Linked DNA regions of Mustela erminea: all the other regions are linked to region 2. The links are chromatin contacts, called in public Hi-C maps. All regions are on one chromosome and are shown on one strand. Each heading gives the region's core, a stretch centred on a gene start, on an enhancer-like site or on the middle of the called end of the contact. The rest is flanking DNA. Distances are from core to core; before and after follow the strand shown.

Region 1 (2,842 bases), core at 25-2,524, 74 kb before region 2:
CCCGGGCGTGGCCCCAAGACAGGATGGCGTGAGGATACCCCCCCTCCTCCTCCGACGGAGAAAAGCGGGGAAGGCAGGGTAACAACCCCGATGTGGCCCAAACAGGGACGATGCAATAGCGCAGGTCTGGTCCTAAAGGAGAAGGGCCCAGCTCCCCGCCCCCGCCCGCGTGGGGCGGCCCCCAGGTGCGGTGGAATCAGGTGCGCTCCGGACCGCTCAGATGGCTGCGGGCATTCCTGGGCCCTCCTCCGCCGGGTAGCGGAAGTCAAAAGTCAACGGCTGAGGGGCTGGGGGCGGAGGGAGTTTGGGGGGGGGTCCTTCCTGTCTCGCCTGGCACCCGCCGGGTCCCGGTCCCCCACGCACCTACCGCACCTCCCCGTTCCCCTCCTCCGCCCAGCCGATCGCAGCCGGGCGAATGAGGAAGTCGGGAGCGGAGGGCGGAAACTGAGCCGAGTGCAATGTCTGCAGCAGGACAGTCCGATTCTGACTCAGGCGGACGCCCTGACAGCTGCCAAACGGTCCCCGCCTGCCCGTTACCTCCGTTTCGAAAACGCCTGGAAACTTCCAAAGCAGCCGCTGCCCCCGAGCCCCCCATCTCACGCTCGCTCGGTCCGGTCCTAGGGACAGCGGCTCCCCGGAAGGGGTTAAAAAGTTTGCCCAACTTGGGCTCTCCGCGAGGCGAGGGCGGGGCGCGTGCCCCGGCCGCAAGGGGAGGTCGAGGCTCCCGGTGCCTCGCCGGGGGAGTGCGCCGGGCAGGCAGGGGGAGGGGCGGAGGGTTTCCGGGGAGCGCCGGCCCCAAAGCCTTGGCCTGCTCCCGAGGCCCTGCCTCCAGCGGCGCCCTCTCCGAGAGTCGCGCAGGGGGTCCTCCGGCCGCTCCCGGAAGGATGCTGTGCCCGGGCCCGGGCCCGCGGCGTTCGCACCCCCCCTTGCCCCGCGCGCCGGTCGCCGGCCGCGCAGAGGCCGAAAACCACACGTCCGGCCGCTCGCCCCAGACGCCGCGCGTCCCGTCGCCACCGCCCCCGCCCGGGGCGGGACCGGCCGGTGCGGCTAGCTCACCTGAACCTGGATCTGCGCCGGGGAACGGGCGCTGCTTCTCCCGAGAGGGCTTTCTCGAGCGCTCGGGCGACGGCGGGGTGGGGCGAGCACGCGAGGCGGGTGCTGCAGCAGGTCAGTCTCGCTCAGCCTTCCGTGCCCTGCCCGGGAGCCGCGGTGATCTGCGCGCCTCACCGCACCCAGCTCAGCTCCTCGCCGCCTTCCCGCCCCGCCCTTGCGGCCGCCCGCCTATTCCATCCCGGCGCCGGCTCGAGGGCGGAGCCTGGAGGGACGACACCGCCCCCTCGAACCGCCTCGCCCACTCCAGCCCGTCCCCGGTCTTGATGGACAGACATCTGGGGCCTGTGGGAAGGGGGTGGGCGGAGCCTCTGGGTCCAGCGGGGTGGGTATTCATCCTCGCCAACCGCCCCCACCTCCACCGGCTCCACCTTCCTCCGCGCTTCCTAGGCGGGAGCCCCGCCTCATAGGGCGGGCCCGACGAACAGCCATGTTCCAGGGAGAGGATTGACACAGAGAAAGTCCAATCAGAAGGAGGAGGCTCGCAGAAGGCTCAGGCCAGGATTTTGGTGCATTGCCGAGGCGGGGCGAGGCAGGGCGGGAGCCGGCTGGGAAGGTCTGGGGTTCTGACACCCCGCCCCTCGAGCTGTTTTCCCGGTCCCATGTCATCCTACCAGAAGAACAGATATTAAGTACCATATATGGAAAAAGTGCTATTTTACATAATTATGATGGCCTGTGGGGGCGGCCATGGACTCAGCCCCGGATCCGGTGAGGGCGCCCTGAGTTCGATTCCTGACCCTCTCTTTAGAGTGGGCACGGCGCGGTCTTCCAGCCTTCAGAGCTGCCCTCACAGGGATTCCTGGGGTGCACTTCCAAGCATTCTCACCTGCACGTGATTAATTCGCACACTTCTCTTTAGATATGTGTTACCAGTGTTTTCTTGGATGTTCTTTTTGGGTGCAAAGAGCCACTCTTTTTGGTTACTGCCTACTACACGAGGATAAAAACTTTTTTTATTAAAAAATTTTTTTTAGGGACTGGCTCAGTGGATAGAGCATGAGACTCTTGATCTAGGAGTTGTGAGTTCAAGCCGCAGTTTGGACGTAGAGCAAATAATTTTTTTCCTAAATAATTTTTTTTAATTTAAAAAAATTGTTTCGCAATACGAAACTTAAAAAATTTTTTAAAGTTTTTTGCTCTTATCTTTTAATCCATCTGGAATCTGGTTGTTGAGAGAGGGAGAAATCTAATATAATTTTCGCAATAGCCAGTTATTTATTCTTTATTCATCACCTTTCCAACTTGTATGTGCTTGAACCTGCTTCTGTGTTTGTATCCATTGACCTTTCTGTGTGTTCTGTGCTATTTCCAAAATACTTTAATGATGGTAGCTTTAGAATACATTTTCTATCTAGGAGGGCAAATTTCTCATGACACTTTCCTTTTGGAATGTTCATACTATTATGACTAAACTATAACTTGAGGAAAAAAATGCATGATGTAAAAGCAAAAGAGCACTGGAAAAAAGAATTTTGCAACCCTAAGAATTACTACCAACAATATACAAAGAGCTCTTCTCAGTGATTAAGAAAAACCCTGAGTACTCCAAAACAAAAATGGCCCTAAAAAAGGAACAGAAGTAAGAAAGAAGAAACATAAATGGCCAATAATTATGAAAAAAATAATTATGAAAAAAAAGTTATGGGCGCCTGGGTGGCTCAGTGGGTTAAGCCGCTGCCTTCGGCTCAGGTCATGATCTCAGGGTCCTGGGATCGAGTCCCGCATCGGG
Region 2 (3,192 bases), core at 545-3,044:
GCTCTCCCATCGGCCACAGCAGCCTTCCCAAGGCAGTGCTGGCGCAAACCCCTCTAAGACCCTGGTATGACCTGGGCACGTTCAATAGCAACCCGAAAACCACTGAGGACAATGCACCCAGGAGGAGACACGGCACCCCAGGGCCGAGGGTAAGGGTGCCAGGACACCCCTGCAGTTAAGCCCCCACGGTTCCCAGGTAGCTGGAACCTCTGCTAAGCAACTGAGCCAAAGGGCAGCTAGGCCCCAAGAGGGAGACGGAAGGTGGGCTCTTCTGGCTGGCAAGCCTGGTGGCCTGGCATCTTCCTCCATGGGCCACAGGGAGCTGGGAACAAGAAGGGACAGAGCGGCTGGCCCTGAGGCTCAGGCGTTCCTGTGGCAAACACAGGAAGAGTGGCCCAGCTCCCCCAGGGGTCAGGCTTTCCCGGGGTACAGCCATGTGCCATTGGTGAAGGCAGGCCGAGAAACATCAAGGGGATCAGGTGCAGGAGTGCAGGTTTCGGGGCGGCAATTTCTGGATGCAAACCCTGGCTCTGGACCCCAGGAGCCTCAGTGTCCTCATCTGTGTAACGGGGACAGTAAGCACCCTCTTGCCTCACTTGCGCGTGAAGGCGGTACCGGTCAAGGGCAAGAGGGTGGCGGAGTCACAGGAAGCAGGGACAGAAGCCCAGCCTGGGGAGGGGTCCCAAGTGCTTCCAGAGCCCAGACAGAACGGAAGTTGTCAACGGTGCAAACCCCTAGCTTTATTGGTCCGGTTTGTTCACAGTGAGGCCTCCCAAGGCAGGGGGTCTGAGGACAACCCCCTCCTCCTGCCCCATGTGCGTGTTCTCTGCCCTTGTGCCCGGGAGGAAGGGAGGTGGCTCTTTGGGGGGCGGTGGCTCCAGGGTAATTTAGTGTGGAGCCTAGGGTCTGTTCTTCAGAGCAGGAGGTAGAAGGGAATCACATAAAGTTCTTTATTACAGACCTACAAAAAATGAGAGAATTATAGATTACTCTCACTTGTTTGGGTTTCTTTTTTCCTTCTTCCTTTTTATAAAACAGCAGCAGGAAAGAAAAAGGCAGGAGGAAGACGGGCCAGGCACCGGGGCGTGGATCAGAAGGAACCAGGGAGATGCGGGCCGAGCGGTCACTGCCAGCTGGCCTGGGGCTCCCTCCAGCATCCCGGGAGAACGGACTAGCCCTGTGGGAGCAGACAGAGGACAGTGTGGGGGGGAGGCGGCTGCCCCCAGATCAGCAGCAGCACCATTCCTCTGGCACTCAGCCGGGCTGGAAGCACGCGAGGCTCCCGTGGTTGGGGGCCCGGTCTCCGAAGCGCGGGCCCGCAGGGGCCGGACAGAAGGGAGGAGGCAGGAAGGGCCAACACAGAAGGGCTCTGAGTTCTATCGGGGACCCTCCTGGCACCATGGGGGTTCAGGGGGCGAGGGCGACCAGGCCTCCTCCCTGCTTGTCAGCCAATGAGCTTCTTCAGGAAGGCCTCCAGCTGGTCCTCGTCCTTGATGCCCACGAACTTGTCCACCACGTCCCCGTTCTTGATGGCCAGCACGGTGGGCACAGCTGACACCTACGTGGGGGAGACGAAGGGAGACCAGGTCACCCGGAGACGGACTTTTCTCATCGGCCGTTCCCCAGGCTTTGTGGTGAAGGCTGGTGGTGTACGGAGGGCAGTGACCGCCCAAGCGGTGGGCGGGGCCCCTTCCCTTGGTGCAGGGGTGCCGCAGGGCCTGAAGGTTCACCCGCTGGGAAGACTTTTCCACTGTGGGCTCCCGGCGGTCCCCTTCCTTCCCCAACCGCAGGACTGACTCACTGGCCCAGTGGTTTGGCTGCCATGGAGGCGGGATGAAAATAGCCCACACAGCTGCAGGCCAGGGCGGGGGGCGGGGGGAGCTCCCCGAGGGGCAATCCGGCCTCGTGCGGGGGAGGCGTGGAGATGTGAGGGTCTGAGTCCTGGCCCTCAGGGGTTCGGCGCCCTCTTCCGTAAAATGGGGGCGACAGGATGGACCTTCAAGGCTTAGGACAGAGATGAAAGATTCACAGATAAAGCTGGGTGGTTGGGAGCTCAGGCTCTGGAAAGGGCTGACCTGAAGCCAGGCCGTTCTGCAGAAGCCCCTTCACTGCTCTGTCTCCTTGTTCCCATCCGCACAACGGAGCCACTGAGCGCACCTGTTCCAGGTCCGGGGGCTGCCCCAGGTAAGGCGAGCAGTCTCAGCGCCTGGCAGGGTCCTCGAGGGTCAGACCTGGCCGCTCCCCGTACGCAGGGACGGTCAACAAACGGTGGCCACAGAGAGCGTGTCCGAAAAGTCTAACAGGCCCCGTCCCTCGCTGCTGTGAATGGCCAGCAGGGTCCAGAAAGTCACTGACTCATACTGGACGGTGTGGGAGGAAGGGCTCAGCCATATATGAGCTGATGTTTATTTATCAGGGGAGGACGGAGGGCAACATTCTTGGCCTATGAAGCATTTTCTCAAGTTCCCTCGGGGGACCCGTACAGATTCCATGGCACGTCCACGAGACCCACTGCCTGCTGTGGCATCGAGCATTTTCTGCGGCCTGGGCTCCCTGCCTGACATTTGTAGACTTTTTTTTTTTTAAATGGATAAACAGAACAAGATAAACATTCTTTTCTTACACATGTTAACTACAAAGTAACAACAGCAATTTACACAAACATACCAAGTCTTCCTGAATTCCGAGTGCCGTCCTGCCTATGAGTCATCCTGGGGAGCCAGACTTGGGAGTTCGAAAGGCGCCCAGGTCAGTTACAAGAGAACCGAAGGCCACACTGGCCCGCTCTCCAGTCTTGGGGGGCTGCCCCCACGCCCCCCACGACTTCCCATGGCAGGCCTTGCCCTCCTCCCCTAACAGGCTCTGGGTGGATAGACAGGAGGGGAGATGATGCGGTTCCTGTTCGTATGAGTCCCGTGAAACCCCGTCAAGGACTGTCCTGGGGCTGATGCAGGTGGCAGAGGGAATGTGCAGGGAGACCCACATGGCAGCGGGCTGACCATGCGTGTGCCCCGGTTTGTGGTCCTACCACTGGCTCTTGCCCTCATTGTTCATGACTGTGATACGTGAGGTGGCATGAAGGGTAGAGATCCAGCGGGCAGCCTGCCCTGTCTCCAGGCACAGGCCAGGGCCCAGGGAGACTTGCTTTGGATCGTACCATGGGATGCCTCAAAGCGGGCATGGAGCTGCGTG
Region 3 (2,839 bases), core at 50-2,549, 120 kb before region 2:
GTCTGGGCCTGTGACCCTGTGGCTCACAGTAACCCAAGGCAGCAGACAAGGCAGGCACTGTCCCTGGTTTGCGTGTGTGTCTTCTCCCAGCACTTCTGGATTTGTCCCTGAGCTCAGAAGCATCTGTTCTGGGTACTGGGATGGTTAGAATTCTCAGCAACCAGTAAGGTTTCTGCCTGACTCAGTTTACTCTGCCACACCCCCACTGCATTCCAGCAGGGACCCTCCCTCAGCCTTCCCCACACAGTCACCTTGCTGCACACACAGACACGCCAGAGTTCAGCCCGCTCTGTTCTGACTGAAGTCCTTATTTGGGCCCATAAGGACTGAAAGCTTATTTGAAAAGCCTCTTCCTTCCAGCACACCAGGAGAGAGCCAGCTAAACAGGAACCCCATGGTCCAGAACCATGGGAGTGCACCCAGCAGAGACAATCCAGTTCTGGGAAACAGGCTCCTTGTAGGGATGAAGGCATCAGCCTGACTGCGGTCCCTGAGTCCCCGCCTTCCCCGTCCCTAACTTGGTGGGAGTTGGGTAGAGAGAGGCCTATGAATCTCTTTATCATGGTTTTTCACTGGAAGCAGCAGCCTTCCCTCAGATAAAATCTTCTCGAATTCCCCACGGGAAGAATAGAAGACAAATACCAGAGCTGCCTGGGTGGTGGAGACAGGGCTCGGGGGAGCACACTTCAGATGACCACTGTCCAGGGGTTTGGAGCGGTGACAGAAGGGAGGGGCCAGGGTTCCGATTTCCGCTCTGTACTCCCCTTGGAGATGACTGGCCCCATGAGCTCTCAGAATCAGAGGCCAGGGCCTCACCAGCAGAGCTGCTCCAAGGACTGAAAGACATCAGGGCCTGAAGCACATGGTACAGCACAGGCCCCTGAAAACACTGTCCTTAACAACCCCAGGCCCTTTGCACCTCCAGAGTTCTCCACTGTGCACCCTTCACAGAACAACAAAAAGGTTTTAAGTTACATCTTCAGTGATGAGGCCATCCCCTCTTCTGATTTTATTTTAAACCCCAAATGCCCCAAGACTTTCAGAACTGATACACACATCCAATGCAGACATGTGACTCCAGCCAGCTCCGGAAGGCCAGCTCAGGTATGAGGAGGGGAAACCCGACCCCAGGTATCTCACCCCAGGTAGAGACTTACGCTAAGGGCTTTATTTATCGCTCACTTCCTCAGCAAGAGGAGCTGCCAATTCTTGTCCATAAAAGGCCACAAGGCTTGCAGGGTGGTGACATCAGCCCCGACAGGAAGTACAGAAGGAAGAGACTGGGCCTGGTCCACCACCAGCCACTGCTAGGACTGACTCATCAAATGCTCACTGAGATAAGGCCTCCTGGGGTTCCTGAGGGGCTGCTCTTGGGGTCACACCTGGAATAGCACCCTGCCCCCAGGACCCCTCTTCAGGTCAACCACGCCTTTTGAGCAATGGACATGGGCTAAGAAAAAAGCAAAGCCAATGGCAGGTTCAGGTTGGGTGACCCACCCATGTGGGGTGACCCACGACACACAGGCCTCAACCTTCCACCACCCTGGGGTCGCTCACTGTGTGAACCCTGCTCCCCGTCGCCTCGCACAGGAAGCATCGGGCTGCCCAGGGCCCATTCCTAGACTCCGGGGGTTAGTTCTCTTCAGACCCCCACAAGTGTCAGGGTCTTGTGGGCCAAAATGCAAAAGCCTTTCACCAAGTCTGAAATGTGGAGAGACCTGTGAGTTCAAGCTCAGAATCTGGAGCTGGGAAGGCCCCGGGCCACCAGCAGGCCTGCCCTGGTGCTGTGGAGAAGGAGCCGGCCACTCTCTCAGGAAGTGTTCTGGGGGCCCTGCAAACTCATGCGGGGCTTTCCCCAAGGCCAGCCCCCTTCACGAGCGTGGGTTACAGGTGCTTGGGAGGCAAGTCGAGGGGTGAGCAAAGCAGGTGGACTGAAGCCCCGTGTCAGCACAGGCTCAGGGCCCCCAGTGTCCCGGGGCCTCAGGCAGCCCACCCGCCGGGCCACCCAACCCGCCAGTGGCTCCCAAGCACACTGTGTGGTTGCTGGCTCTATTCTTTCTGTGGCACAAAGCTAGCCCCAGACCAGGGAGGTGCCGGATCAGCAGCCTCCCCAGCCAGCAAGCAGCTGGCCTTGGCCCTGTGTCTCCACCCACAACGCCCCCCACAGGTGAGGCCGTGTCTGAACCCCGCTGAGGAGGCCCACGGCTCTCACTGCAGGAGGCCGAGAACGGGCGCCTCCCCCATCAGGCACCCTCGATAATTAGAAGCCCCAGGGATGGCACTTAACTCTCATTATGGCAGAGGGCAGGCGAGGCCCCAAACCGGCCCTCTCTAGGCCAAAATGCACCCAGCCGCTCACACAGGTGAGCTCCCAGGGCACAGGCAGACCCTCCAGAAACCACTGCGGGCTACTCAGACACCTCGTCCTTGGGCGGGGCTGGCCCTTGGGCGGGTCTGGCAGCGAGAACGTTCTGTGTGGGGCTGCTGCAGACAGCTCTGACAGGCTGGTCAGTGTGGAGGGAAATTCAAAAGTCACGAGTGAGTGCTGACAGCCCACAGTAAATGCCGCCAGGACACTGGGAGGTCAGCCTGCCTTGCTCTTAAACCACATGCTGCTCAGGGAACAACAGGTAAGAGAGGCAGGGGAGCCCGGCTGAGTCCCACCCAAGCAAGCCCCAGCTCACGGCTCTGCAGAGGGCTGGGCCATCTGGGAGGGATTAAGGGAGCACAGGAAGGAAGGACAACAGGACCCTGGGAACACAGTGGACACCACCAGGCAGAGCTCAGGACACACTTGGCTCCAAGTCAGAGCACAGACAGAGCTGGCTTTTCGAAACGC

What was found. A called contact is a pair of places that touch in the nucleus more often than the background predicts.
Region 1: a contact with region 2 is called in a Hi-C map of fibroblasts, with 3 times the contacts expected there. The contact joins the promoter of MYH9 here to the enhancer-like site in region 2. A contact is called at or near these places in 2 of 3 Hi-C or Micro-C datasets (fibroblasts and spleen).
Region 3: a Hi-C map of skeletal muscle shows a contact between it and region 2, with 9 times the contacts expected there. The contact joins two enhancer-like sites. A contact is called at or near these places in 2 of 3 Hi-C or Micro-C datasets (skeletal muscle and spleen).

Annotation. Positions count from the first base shown.
Region 1 is chr6:11,347,692-11,350,533 of mMusErm1.Pri, reverse strand. It overlaps MYH9 (myosin-9), which reads right to left and starts at 1,274. Exons shown (of 41, transcript XM_032346410.1): 1 at 1,057-1,274.
Region 2 is chr6:11,273,388-11,276,579 of mMusErm1.Pri, reverse strand. TXN2 (thioredoxin, mitochondrial) reads right to left here. Exons shown (of 5, transcript XM_032346409.1): 4 at 1,399-1,558; 5 at 719-961. The coding sequence ends at 1,445. Among named protein-coding and RNA genes, the nearest start is that of TXN2, 12 kb to the right of the region's middle. Within about 2 kb of position 1,794, the one cell type or tissue checked has open chromatin away from gene starts, as enhancers often do. A contact at or near this core is called in fibroblasts, where this site is marked.
Region 3 is chr6:11,390,636-11,393,474 of mMusErm1.Pri, reverse strand. All of the region lies in intron 3 of MYH9 (myosin-9), which reads right to left. Among named protein-coding and RNA genes, the nearest start is that of MYH9, 43 kb to the right of the region's middle. Within about 2 kb of position 1,299, the one cell type or tissue checked has open chromatin away from gene starts, as enhancers often do.